Regions from separate parts of the Mus musculus genome. Here regions 1 and 2 are each linked to region 3. The links are chromatin contacts, called in public Hi-C and promoter capture Hi-C maps. All regions are on one chromosome and are shown on one strand. The core of a region is the stretch at or near the end of the contact, and the rest is flanking DNA. Distances in the headings are between cores, read along the strand shown. Region 1 overlaps Negr1 (neuronal growth regulator 1). Region 2 overlaps Negr1 (neuronal growth regulator 1). Region 3 has its middle 56 kb from the start of Tyw3.

What was found. Promoter capture Hi-C pulls out the DNA fragments that hold promoters and counts their contacts. A called contact is a pair of places that touch in the nucleus more often than the background predicts.
Region 1: a Hi-C map of cortical neurons shows a contact between it and region 3, with 2.7 times the contacts expected there. The contact joins two enhancer-like sites. A contact is called at or near these places in 8 of 39 promoter capture datasets (the 3T3-L1 cell line, the C10 cell line, cranial neural crest and 5 more), 4 of 484 Hi-C or Micro-C datasets (cortical neurons and nephron progenitors) and 1 of 9 other capture datasets (liver).
Region 2: a promoter capture Hi-C map of hippocampal neurons shows a contact between it and region 3, with 2.7 times the contacts expected there. The contact joins two enhancer-like sites. A contact is called at or near these places in 7 of 39 promoter capture datasets (the C10 cell line, frontonasal cranial neural crest, hippocampal neurons and 4 more).

The regions. Positions count from the first base shown.
Region 1 is chr3:157,213,972-157,218,504 of GRCm38.p6, forward strand. The region is part of intron 6 of Negr1 (neuronal growth regulator 1); the gene reads left to right. Among named protein-coding and RNA genes, the nearest start is that of Gm24373, 5.3 kb to the left of the region's middle. Within about 2 kb of position 2,545, at least 21 of the 459 cell types and tissues checked have an H3K27ac peak or open chromatin away from gene starts, as enhancers often do. A contact at or near this core is called in cortical neurons, where this site is marked.
Region 2 is chr3:157,179,756-157,184,235 of GRCm38.p6, forward strand. All of the region lies in intron 6 of Negr1 (neuronal growth regulator 1), which reads left to right. Among named protein-coding and RNA genes, the nearest start is that of Gm24373, 29 kb to the right of the region's middle. Within about 2 kb of position 2,451, at least 15 of the 459 cell types and tissues checked have an H3K27ac peak or open chromatin away from gene starts, as enhancers often do. A contact at or near this core is called in hippocampal neurons, where this site is marked.
Region 3 is chr3:154,650,794-154,654,834 of GRCm38.p6, forward strand. No RefSeq gene overlaps it. Among named protein-coding and RNA genes, the nearest start is that of Tyw3, 56 kb to the left of the region's middle. Within about 2 kb of position 2,433, at least 29 of the 459 cell types and tissues checked have an H3K27ac peak or open chromatin away from gene starts, as enhancers often do. A contact at or near this core is called in cortical neurons and hippocampal neurons, where this site is marked.

The sequences.
Region 1 (4,533 bases), core at 1,295-3,794, 2.6 Mb after region 3:
GGTTTAGTAAGTTAGTGGCTATATATATCCCCTTCAATAACCATGACTTCATTAGCACTGAGTATGTGACTAGGTATTGAGTACTAGATATGGTTTTCCCATTGTTGAGAGAGCCTGAAGTCCAATTAGAGACGAGTTGGTTACCACCAAGGTATGAGTGCCAATACTGAACCATTAACATTGTTGGGCCGTGCTTGACATTGATGTGGTTCACAGCCATCATGTGTGGGTAGGAGTGGGGTTTCCTCGGTCCTTTGAAAGCTTACACAGAGCTTTCTAGTTCTATGAAAGCTAGTTTTGAGAAAAAGGGCATTCAGGTTAGATCCAGCCAAGGAGCTTCTGTTTCTGGAGAGCATGGTGTCTTTAGCAATAGCACCTTACCTTCTGCCTCTGAGGGTAACCAGAGGTGGCAGCAATGGACAGTGCACCTTGAGAGCCCTGAGCAACAACTCAAAAGAAGGCTTCATGTGTCTGCTGTTGGGATTTTGGAGGGAGCACTGTCATCCCAGATGAAAAGGATTCCATTAAATTTTTAAGTGTGTCAATACACACTTGGTATACATACATTCATGAATGTTATAGGGGTGGGGTTTGCTGTTTTGTTTTGTTCTTGTTAATAGTTGACTATTAACTTGTGGCTTTTCCAGATGTTCTTATGTTATTTTTATCCATCATTCTTCTGCATTTATTCCTCCCCCTTTCCTAAAATGTGCCCTTCTCACACTCCTCCTGACAGGTCCCTTTGTATCCCAACATTCCCCTTTACCCTCCATCCATATTCTTCTGTATCAACCTTGAATGTTGACACAGGTCTCTCTCTGGCCTGTACCTCCCTGATAGGTTGGCTCAGTGGCCCTGGCACTGGGTTTGCAAGTATGTATCACCATACCAACTTTGTATGTCAATTTGAGCCTCAAACACAAGATCTAATGCCTGAAAGACAACACTGTACAGATGGAACTGATATCCAGAATCCATAAGAGCAGGTTCTTTTCCACTGTGAGTATTGAAAATCTCCCTTTTTCTAGTGGCTATACCTGAAGAGGATACAACGGTCAAAATCCACTTTATCTGCATGGTTTCTGTGCAGACTGGAGGCTCATCAAGCTTCCTCTGGCCACCGATTTTCCTGTTTCATCACTAAATGTTTCAACCATATATCGTTTAAGTAAATGGTATCTCCTAATGTTCACTTTTCCTGAACCATTGAACAGTGTGTATTTTGCCAATTAACATCAGCTTTGGTTCAAATGTGTCAAGAGGCCACAAGTGATAGAAAATAAAATCTATGCTAGGAGGGAGGCTGCACACTTAGTCTTTGGAATAAGTGCTCTCCAAGTACCCTGCATTCAGCAACTGATTGTCCTCATGGGATGAGTACCTGCATTTGTCTGTGGATGGAACAGTTCTTAGGGTGTCTTGTACAGGTGTGTGTGTGTGTGTGTGTGTGTGTGTGTGTGTCTGTGTCTGTGTCTGTGTCTGTGTCTGTGTCTGTGTCTTGCATGCATACTTGCTTAGCATACTTGGCTAAGTCACATGTGCTTTGAGTCCTGTTTTGTCACCTACATATAGAAGAAAAACACATACTGTCTGCTTACTTTATGCCACAGTGGTGACACTGGGTAGATTAAACTCCTCTGAACTTTAGTTTACCCAGCTGCAAAACAGGAAAAATAACATCTTACCTTATAAGGTAATTGTAAAAACAAGATAATCTCTCTAAAGATCTGAGCACAGTCTCTGGTACATGATAGACATTTTATAAATAGTTAATGTGATGGATTACATGTGTATTGTGTACAGAAGATTACAATCATTAATGTCTTCTACTTAGTGACAGCCCAGAATGGAAAATTTGGAAGGATGTGAGTAAGGGGAAGTCTGAATAGATATGGCTGGCATGATATCAAGAAGTTTTTAATTCCACTGAAATTCAGTTTGCTCTGTAACAGCCCACGGTGAGGTACAGTGGGGAGAAAACCCTGGGGTTGTCTTCCCACACATGCAGTAGAACACCAAGTATCTGACAGGTCAGTCACTACCAAGTGGGGTAGGTTAGCACCTAGACCACAGTCAGAATTCTGTGTACCAGGTCAGGGCTTCTGTGTAAGCTGATGTCTGTCATCTGGCTCCATCTGCAGCCTTTGTTCATTAGTACACTCCACCAAGACTACTGCTTATTAGATGTCAGGGAAAGAACACAGGGGAAGGATGCAGTGCCCAGTATAGCTTGAACTCTGCAGGAAGGAGTAACAAGGCCCCTTCTGCATTTCCAGGGCCTCAGCTGTGCTCCTAGCTAGAAGGCCTGTCTGCAGAAGGTTTTTTGCTGGCTTCTGCAGTTATTGTCAAATAAGTTTCAAGGAAAAGAAATTCTCTCCAGATTTCCTCTAGATTAGAAGGAATTATATTCCTTTGCAACCCAATTTTCTGTGCTGATTTCAGAGTCAATATCCCTTTTAAATCTCAGGGGAACCCCCTCCTCCGTGTGTGTGTGTGTGTGTGTGTGTGTGTGTGTGTGTGTGTATAGAGCTCTAATGAAACTCTGGTACATGAGTGCAGCTGCGAGCAAGATGGGGACACAAAGCCTTTGCTGCTTTGCAGACTACTCGGATAGAGCCACTAATTAGAGTGCTCATCGTCTCTCGTTAATAGAAATTGTTGTCTTGATAAAGAAAAATTTTAAGGTTGAATTTGTGTAGTAGCCATTTATAACAACATAAAGTGGTAACAGTGCTGCAATGATTTTTAAAGCCATTTATTATCTTTTCAATTAAAATAAAATATGCTAAGGTCCTGGAGAGATGGCTCAACAAGCATGAGGACAGAGAACAGATTTCTAAAAGCCTCATAAAATCCAGATTGATCCAATGACTGCCTGTAACCTTATCACTCTGCAGACAGAGACAAATATCCACAAAGCAAGCTGGCTTACTAGGAGCTGAAGTGGCAAGCTGCAAGTCCAGTGAGAGACCCTGCTTCAGTGTATAAGCTAGAGAGCAGCCTCAGTGTATAAGCTAGAAGGTAGCCAAGGAAGACACTTGAAATCAACCTCAAAGTTTCACACGCATGCACATGCATGCACTCATGTATACACAGGTGCATATACTACACACATATGCATTCGCCTGCACTCTGTCATGCATGTATAAGCATGAATACTATACATACACACATGCACACATGACCATACATGCACACATATGCACATATGTGTGCACAATATGCACATATGCACACATGCATACATACACACAAACACATGGACATACATAAACATGCACACATTCATGCATACAACAAATGCACATATGCACACACATGCACACGTGAGCATATGCACACATGCATACACACATGCACAGGCACACACACACATGAAATGTAAACAGATAAACTCTCACTTATAAAGACATTGCTATTTGCAGTCAGTGTGCTACATGGCTTATGTCTGCACTTGTTTACTCTCCTCATGAGACTTCACCTATGCTTGTAAACCCACAAACCTACAGGGGAGACTTCTGCATTCTGCATCCAGGATTTGGCCATAGGTCAGTTTCCCTTAAATGCTCATCCTTAATCACCTTGTGTTGGAAACAAAGTTACCCAGGGAAGTATGTAGGCTAACCATGAGGACCTAATATTTACATATCAGACCCCTGCAATCCAGAGATTTCATGGTGACCCACCCTCAGGTTTCCAGAGAAATGTAAACTAAGTTTTCTGGCAGCCTGAAAACTTCAATCTATACTGAAAAGAGGCTCCTATCATTGGGCATCAGCTATGCCCATGAATGTGGACCACTCACTAGTTCCTTCCCGGTGGGAAAGCTGTGGTTCCAATACTACCCTCTGCTTCCCTGTCAAGCCTGCTGATGCTTTATATGGAAAGGGCTCACATTGGGTCCCTACGGTTGTTGTGCCTTCTCTGTCAGCTTAGAGCCTGTCTTCTGAGCCCTTATCCATGCTAACCTTAGTCCTGGCAGAGCTGCATGCTCTTCATCCTACTGCCTCAGCACCACAGTGAACGGCAATCAGATCTTTCAGTGAAACCATGGCAACCAAAAGGATTAATTTCTGCCTTGTCTCTGTAGCTCAGTCTTGTTATCTCTCCAAAGTCCAAAAGATACACACACACACACACACACCCTCCACCACCACCACCACCACTGCATCACAGCATAAAATAACATAATAACATTCTAGGATCCAAATATGACCTAAAATACATAGATAAGAAGGGGCTTGGCACCAGAGAATCTGGTACCAGGCCATGCATGTAGTGAACAATAATTAGCGTACTCTACAGAAAGATTCACTGCCAGTGGCTTGTTGTTTCTTGGTGCTTTCTTAAATAAGATGTCTTCTTGTGCTGGAGAAAATTACATCTAATAAAGAAAAATATTCTGGTTTTTTTTACAGTGTCTTGTTTTATGCATAATTGTCTACACTGTCTGTCTGAGTGAACTTCTCTTTACCCTGTTTTATGTACAATCAAAACTGCCCCTCTGCCACAGCTGATCCCACAGCCCCACAG
Region 2 (4,480 bases), core at 1,201-3,700, 2.5 Mb after region 3:
GTTCTCTGTGCCCTCAAAGATCACAGGCTTGTACTAAAAATATATTGGTGTTATTTTATGTTCAAATATATGTGCTGTGAATACTTCTTTTTATTTCAATGGAGACAAAATAACTGGCTTTTTGGTTGTTACAGGATAAAAATTACAACACTCCTCATCAGTGTAGACCATAGACCAGTGGCTCTTTGCTTACCAGAAAACATCTCTGAAGTGCAGCCAGATCTTCACTCATGACACATAAGGTGGTGTAGCTCAGGCAACATATCAGCCTTTTAAATCCTGTTCTTTCTTCTTTAAAATTATCACTCATAGGCTTAATCTGATAAAGAGTTTGTGTTAAATAGTGGACATAGTTTATCTTCCAAACATGTCTGTATTATATAATTCTCCAAATACCACGATTTAACAATTATCAAAATTGAACTAACCCTAGAGATAATCAAAATTAGTTCTGAATTTTTAATCCAGAGATAAATTATCCTCACTGAATAAGGCATCACACATACAAAGAACATATGTATATGCTTTAATATAAAATAGGAGCATAATAAGGAAAATAAATAATTTAAGTTCACTAGGAGATTCCCAAGTCTCATAGGCTGAGTAAAATATAAAACATATTTTGCAACTATTTACAAAATGTACTGACTCTTCCAGGAAAAAAAAATATAACAAAGAATTTGTAAGACAAGAATGCTGCCTATTAGATACTGTGTATAAAATGCTGCCCATAAGACACTGTGTATAGAATGCTGCCCATTAGATACTATGTATAGAATGCTGCACATTAAATATTGTACATAAAGTGCTGCCCATAAGATACTAGGTATAGAATGCTGCCCATTATATACTGTATATAAAATGCTGCCCATAAGATACTGTGTATAGAATGCTGCCCATTAGATACTGTGTATCAAATTTTCATCATGAGTTCACCCTCTAGCTCCTCCCCTCATGCTAGATGTGAAGAAATTACCCCAGGGAGAAGACTTAATACCATTATTGTCATAACTCTTCAATGCAGAACTTGGATAAGATCTCAATTCTCCTAACACTTTGTTTTTTATTTTATTCCTGTGCTTTCAGAAGACCACAGAACTTGATGTCACTATTTGAATTGTTTGAAGTGTTTCCCTTCTCAAATAGTGACATCTGCTTGACACCATCCATAGATACTTTAGAAAACATAAGACTCCTGGCTCAAAGACACAAGACTGTTTCTCTCAGCAATGTCAGATGAAGTAGCAGTAGAATGAGCCTATTGCATTAGTTTCAAATGCCAAAGTCGTATCACAGATTTCCTAGGTGACCACTCTCCAAGCTGATGCTTCTATTAGGGGGATGCAGCATCCAGAGGACCCAGGGCCGGGCATCAGCCAGAGACTTCTCTTTGTCTTTGGACCTGGAAAACAACATTTACTTTTTATACTTGACATTTCCAATAAAGTCAGTAACAACAAAACATTTAGCAATATCAGGGAGCTAGGAAAGAACGGCTCCTGACCACCTGTGGGGAGAAGAAATGACAGCAGTGGTGGTTGTTTTCCTAATTCCTAATGTTTGTTCAGGTGCACTGGAACCTGTGTGAAAATGCAGACTAATGTGGCAGTTCCATGTGAGAGCTAGAGTCTAACCTTCACACCTACAGGGAAAGAGACACAGAAGGTTCAAAAACAGCAGTCACATAGCCAGTCTCTCCAGGAAGCAGGATCTCAGAAGAGCATGCTCAGCCTGTGTTCTCCATTTTGGATATCTCTTCCAAAAGTCCAGGAAGTCTTCTTGTCTGATCTCCCAGATTTAGGAGCTGGTGGTAGACTGGCACAGCCGTAAAAAGTAAACATGAGCTAAGCATGTATGTGAAGAAACCCTGCAATCTGATCTGAATATGTAGAGCAGATCAGCCTAGAGCACCATGCACTACAAGCATGGTCAGCTCATTCTTTCTGAAAAGTGAAACTACAGATGGAGTCACTCTACCTTGTGAAGCCCATCTATGGATTCAGCATGAAAGGTCATTCTTTCAGAGCAGAGCTTGAAGCCCAAGATGTCAGCTGCTCTCTCTATGTAGGTGATATGAATCCATAATGCAAGTGACACCCCAAGTGTCCCCCAATCAGAGGCATAGAAGAGTGAAACCTCAGGGCTTGAGAATTGTCCAGAATTTATTTTCTCCTGTCAGAACGTGGCCTCTGAGCTTTCCCATCTCAAGCTTCCTCAAACGCTTCTCTGCCAGGCTTCTCAGCATAGAAAACTGTTTTAAGATAATAATCAGCAACATGGTCACCCTTTATCGGGTGCTTACCAGCTTTTCCTCCAGGGCCCCTCTGAGGATGTAACACACCAAGGGCTAAGGTACCATTTCTATTCATTTACTAGTGTCTAGCACAGCAATACATGAAGCCAGACACAGTTATTAACTGGCAGTGTTTCCATGGCAATAACTTCAACACTGAGGAAGCTTAATGTGCTTAGCATTTACAAAACAAGCTTGAACACACAGATATATTTCAGCAGCCATCCTCCCAAAAGCCTGTTATGTAAAGTCATCAGGCCTCAAACACACATGCTCTGTGTTGGAAAAATCAATGTATATGATTGGCAGCAATTGAGAACACCTGCCAATAGAAATCTCTGTAGGATTTGCTCATCTCAATCATGAGAGAGACTTAATGTTCGAGGGAGGACTGTGGATGACTATGCCCCCTGTCCAGAATTCTTAGGACCTGTGTGTTCCAAGCCATTCCTTACATTACACACTGCAGAGACTGCATGGGTCTGGATCCAAGCAGAGCCCCGAATCTTGAATGTTTACCAACTTCTTCCCCAGGAGCAGTTAGAATCTCTCAGAATCTCAAAGGCTCCTTTTCACCTTTGTTGAAATCTGCTGTGTGTCAGTAGCTGTCATTAAGAACAAGGAACTGAGGTTAGGCAGGTCAGCAATGCTTTGATGGCTTATGAGAGCTTTAAACTTGAATGAATAACTTGCAGTGGGACTAAAATAAAGTCTATTGAAACCCAGAAATTATCGATATTCAAATATAAAAGGAAATGGCTGATACTCAGAGTTCATTGTGAAAGTATCTCCCCAAAGCATGGCTATGATATGTCACTATCATCCAGTACTGCTCTGTCCTATATCAAGTGAGAATCACCTGTAATGGACAAGTCACCAGAGCGTGTGTCACCTTCACCCTGTGAGCTGTTGGAAAATGCAAATACATCATGCCATCTGTAAGGAGCTCCCAGTTCAGAGCTTAAAACTCACCTTTGTTAGTGCTTTCGTGTGTTTTAGACAGTTATTTCAACATGTATCTTGACAGACTAAATTGATCAACCCTACAGAAACTCCTGCTGATTTTTTATCTTATTTTATTTTTTAGAATGCCAAATCATGACACCAGATCAGATGATGATTAACTGTGGGTGGACTAGGGCCTCGGGAAATTACTAAATTGGATTTGGATTGACAAAGTGATGCGACTCTAGGCTGCCTAACTGCTTTCCTACACAGCCAAACACATAACTCTCTCATCCTGACTTTGAGAAAACTTCAGATAAGTCTGTCTAATAAGTCTCTCTCAAAATATATTCGTGAATAAGAAAGATGCAATGATAAATTCTATTAAAAAAATGTATCCTACTTGCTATTAATTTTCACAAGATATATGAGCCGTTAACACAATAATCCATTATATTTAACACAGTGCCTAAAATGAAGGCTCTCTTTGGCTGTTTGACACACCATCGGTTTAGTCGAGAAATTAGGCCAGCGCACCTGTCCAGAATGGCAGGTATCACAGCTCTGAGAATGATGTGGTGTAGACTTCTCCCAGCAGAGCATTGGCCTGGCTTCAGCTGTTTCTCCATCATTAAAAAAAAGGAACATAGACACAAATAGACACAATAGAGGTCACCTTACAGTGTCTTTATCTAAATTAAGACAAGGGAAAAATGTGTGAAGTTGCATGGATTGGGAAGAGAGGTAGGCAGAAAGTAAGGAGAAACCATAAACAACAACAACAAAAAACTTATGAAAAGGTTTATTTTCAATTAAAAATTTTAACAAGGGAAACTTAAAGAAGAAAAAGAAAGAACTGCAGAAATTACATAAGCACATTGACAACAAAGAATAATGATAAAAGTTTTGGGCCAACCTGCCATCCATATGTTCTGGGAAATCGTCATCAGTTTGATTATACTATAGGTTAGTTTTCCTTATGGTCCATGATGGCCTGTTTAGCAGAGTTAACTATAACATCTTCAAACATATACATATATGTATACATATACATCATATACATATATACATACATACACACATATGTGTGTATACTTTTTTATTAGATGTTTTCATTATTTACATTTCAAATGCTATCCCCTTTCCTAGTTTCCTCTCAGAAAATCTCCTATCCCCTTCTTGCCTCCCCCTGCTCCCCAACCCACCCACTCCCACTTCCTGGCCCTGACATTCCCCCATGCT
Region 3 (4,041 bases), core at 1,183-3,682:
ACTTGGAGAGAGATGGGGAGGGGAATGGAGAGAGAGAACCTCTATTTTCCACTGGGTGAAACACCATTATTTTGTGCCTGTCATTGTTTTGGGGCTTCTAATGCTTTGTTGTACAACTAAACCTGTGATAAAATTAAAATCCCCATAAACGAGCTGCCAGGAGGTGCATCTGAGAACACGGTTGATGTCACAGGTGTGCCAAATGTTACATCTTTGTCAGGAAAATAGACTTGAAATTGTATAGCAGGGTGACTTTTCCTGGGGCGGAGGAAAGCTGCAATTCGTAGGTCTCTGCTCCTTCCCAAGAATGGATTTCCTGCTTCCGGATCCCAAGAGACTCCTTGTACCCGCTAGGGAAAGCGTCCTCACCACAGAGGCTCCTGTTGCCCAAGGAGTGCTTCACCCAGCCTTGGCTTTTCAGTGGAGAGAGGGCCACAGCACCATCTCTGCAGTGCTTAGGACCTGATCCTGCCGTTTCCTCAGAGCACTGCAGGAAAGAATGTCACTGTGGTCTAACTTCCCACACTCTTAGCAGAGCCTCTCTGTCTACTTTTCTTCATCTTCCATCACCCAACACCGGCCTCCCGTTCTCCATGGAGACATGGCGGAAGCTTGAGCTTCACCCACCCCTTTCCCGTCCGCAGTCAGAACAGCAGAGTTCTGTCACGTGGTTTTGCTAGTTGGAGGCAGCAGACAAAATTCTGACCAGGGATATTTTTTGTTTGCCCTGTATAGTGTTGTAAAAATTAGAATGTTTCACCCAAACCATCTGGATTTTCAGCTTCTTTGTAAAAAGGAGAAGATGTGTTAGTCTTAGAAGGTATTTCTAGAAGACTGTCAGCAGCTGAAGTGCAGCCAACTTTGATGGCTGTGTGGGAAGACATCGCCCTCCAGCACCTTCTGCTTTTCCAGCTTTGGCATTTGACTTCTTGCTTGATACTGTAAAGAAGAAGAAAAGCTTTCCAGATCAGATCAGACCCACCTTACAACGGAGGCTTAGCAGAAACTACAGCGAACCAAACAAAACCCTCAAGTGAGCCCTTCGCTGGCATTTAGACTTCCCGTGTCTTCCTGCTTTGGCACATAAGGCTTCCAAATGTGAAGATGGAAGAAGAGGGACGATTCAAACACCTGTAGCCTCTTTTCAGTGGGGCATACAGGTCTCCTTCTTCTGGGGCTGCCACTGTCCCCCGACTTCTATTTAGAATACTTTAGACACCTACCCCTGCAGATGCTTTTCATAGTCCTGTGGAGCCTGACTAGACACTCACAGCCTTGTCAGAGGTCTCTTCTGTGGAATGATCCTCCCAGGATTTGCCATGTTAACAAACCATACCGTGCTCAGTACTGCGAGTTCACAGACAGCCCTTTTGTCTAGGAGCATTGACTGTCATGCCTGGGAGTAAATTTTCTATGTAATCTCCACACAGGGCTGAGTGTGTCCCAAAGGCTGCTCTGTCATCTTATGGCTGTAAAGGGCACTCACTGTTTGTGTCATAGTCCATGTGGACCGAACACACACTCCCAGCCGATACTCTAATAGCTGGGACAGCCTGCAGAGGTGACAGTCACATGGGATGATATTCAGCGGCTGATCAGGGCTGCTAGGCTGTGATAGAAAGAAGATGTGGGTGTGCTCAAGGAGCTGGAGTGAGATGAGGGTATGGGCTCCACTGGAGAGACTTTCAAACTCATCTGCTTCTCCTGGTCCCCACACCCATGTGCCCAGAGGAAGAAGTAGCCTTTTGCCTCGCCTTAAAGCAAACAAGGAGGCTTGCAGAATGTGCAGCTTGAAGACCCCGGCTTTCAACATGGAGATGCCAGTGACAGGTACCTTAGCGTGTAGCTGACATGTGTTCAACGCAAGCCCACCCGAGGCTCAGCTCACTGTCAGTGTGAACAGATGGTGACACAGACTCCACAGGGTGGGTATGCCCAAAAGACGGTGTCCACAAAGCAGAAGCGTTTGTAGAGTGGCCATCATGACCAGTGAGAGAACGGACTGGGGGTGATGGGCCATGGTTACACAGTCACCGTGTCACTGAACGACTCTACACATAGTTCCCAAGATGGCTGAAACAAACATCTGTTTACCATGTGAACCGATATTTACTCAGATACCTTGATATCTCATATGTGAGAATCCTTTTCTGAGGCTCGATTAGAAGCAACTTGCTTCCTAGGCAGCCACCACTGGCTGAACGTGCAGTGCCCTGGCTAGTATCTCACGCTGTCTTCTAGGTTGGTCAGCCATTAACCCTTTCAAGCCCCGTCTATTTCAAGCGTACCCCGAACATAACATCCCCGCAGAGGAACCAAGAATTAGCTGAGATGCCTGTTAGGACACAGGAGGCGTTAGGTTTAGGTTTGCCGTCTCAGCTGCCACCCTGGTCCTAAGTTGTTCCTCCCTAACCACCCTGCAGGGGGCAGTGTAACACCGGGGCTGACGGCCAACCAAGGCGGGGGTCCTGACTTAGCTGTGTGTGTGACTTCAGGCAAAGTGCTTCAATTCCCTGCTTCTCAGAATCATTCTCTGTAAAAAAGCTGAAAATGATAGTATTTGAGTTTAAGATGAGACCTGACATTTAAAGCGTTTGGCACAGAGCCTGGCCCTCGTTGTGCACCAGCATTGTTTTTTCGGGTCATTACTACCATCCTTCATAGGGCCACGGAGGTAGAATTTATTAGCTTCGATGATGAGGCCCATGTCTGTCCCCCCAGAAATCTGGACAGTCTCTTTGAAACACTCCTTGCCACTGTCCTTGTTCTTTTTGGTGATTGAAGGCCTTCAGTTTAGTCGGCCTGAGAATAAAGAGTGGCTCTTCAGCAGGGGAGGCAGAGCGGGAGGCAGAGGAGGGATAGGAGGAGGGATAGCCACAGAATTCCACCCGACTCTGGATCTTTTTAACCCACAGTCTCCTGCTGATTCCTTTGAGATGGGTCCTCCCCCAAATTCTAGGTATCTGGTCACCATCCTCCAAAATAACTGGATGGCTTTGATCCTGTCCTCTCTATTCTAACCATCAGCTTTCCCTTTAACCAGTTGATTGGAGAGGGGTGGCTCAAATCACAGGAGGCTCGGAGTCTCTCTCCTGATGGTCTCTGTAACACTGGCCTGGTTATCCCATCACTCGGGCATCTGTGCCTCCTCCTGCAGTCTCTGGATTCCTTCTGGGTTGTCAAAAGTGAACTATAAAAGATCAGGGGAGAGAGTACCTTAGTATAATATTTTTTATATTACCTCAAGTCAAATGTTCTCGGGAAACAAGACTATTTTAAACCAAGAACAGCAAGTAATAGCTTCCTGCAGGAAAGACTAATTTACCAAAATTTGATGACCCTTAAAATCAGGTAGCCGCTCCACAGCTGTGAATCACCTCAGGCCAGCTTCTCTGTGATGACTGACAGAAAATCTGATGACTTTCAGCAGCAAGGGCTGTTCATCGCTCATCTCATCCTGCTGGCTGTATTTACAAAGACACACCTAGAGAGAGGGGGAGGGGAGAGAGGGAGAGAGAGAGAGAGAGAGAGAGAGAGAGAGAGAGAGAGAGAGAGAGAGAGAGAGAGAGAGAGAGAGAATTCCAGGGACTGCTGAAGAGTGTCCCCAGTAGTGACACATGTAGTTTTCACTCAGACGTTGTTATTTATAAAAGTCTCTCGCCATGCCAACACTAGCTAGGTCAATGCTGGGGACACAGGTTACATCTCCATAGCAACACGCATGGCTGGGACTTGTGTTTACATAGGGACCAAGCAGGGGAGAGAGAACTTCTGACCTCTGCTTATGTCGGTTCTGTGCAGTGTGATCTCTGAAAACAATTTTCAGAACTTATGACACCTCACATATGCAACTACTCAAGTCTGAGTTCGAAGTCACGAGACCAAGCAAGCTGGACGAGTAGAGGGGCTTCTGCTGTCTGTGGCTGGCTATACACGCTGACCCCCACCGCCACCCCGACTCCCATCTCCCCTTTGGGATTTTGTCCTGTGTTACTTGTCTACTCCCTTTTAGATGAGAGTTCCACAGACCACTCTACGCTT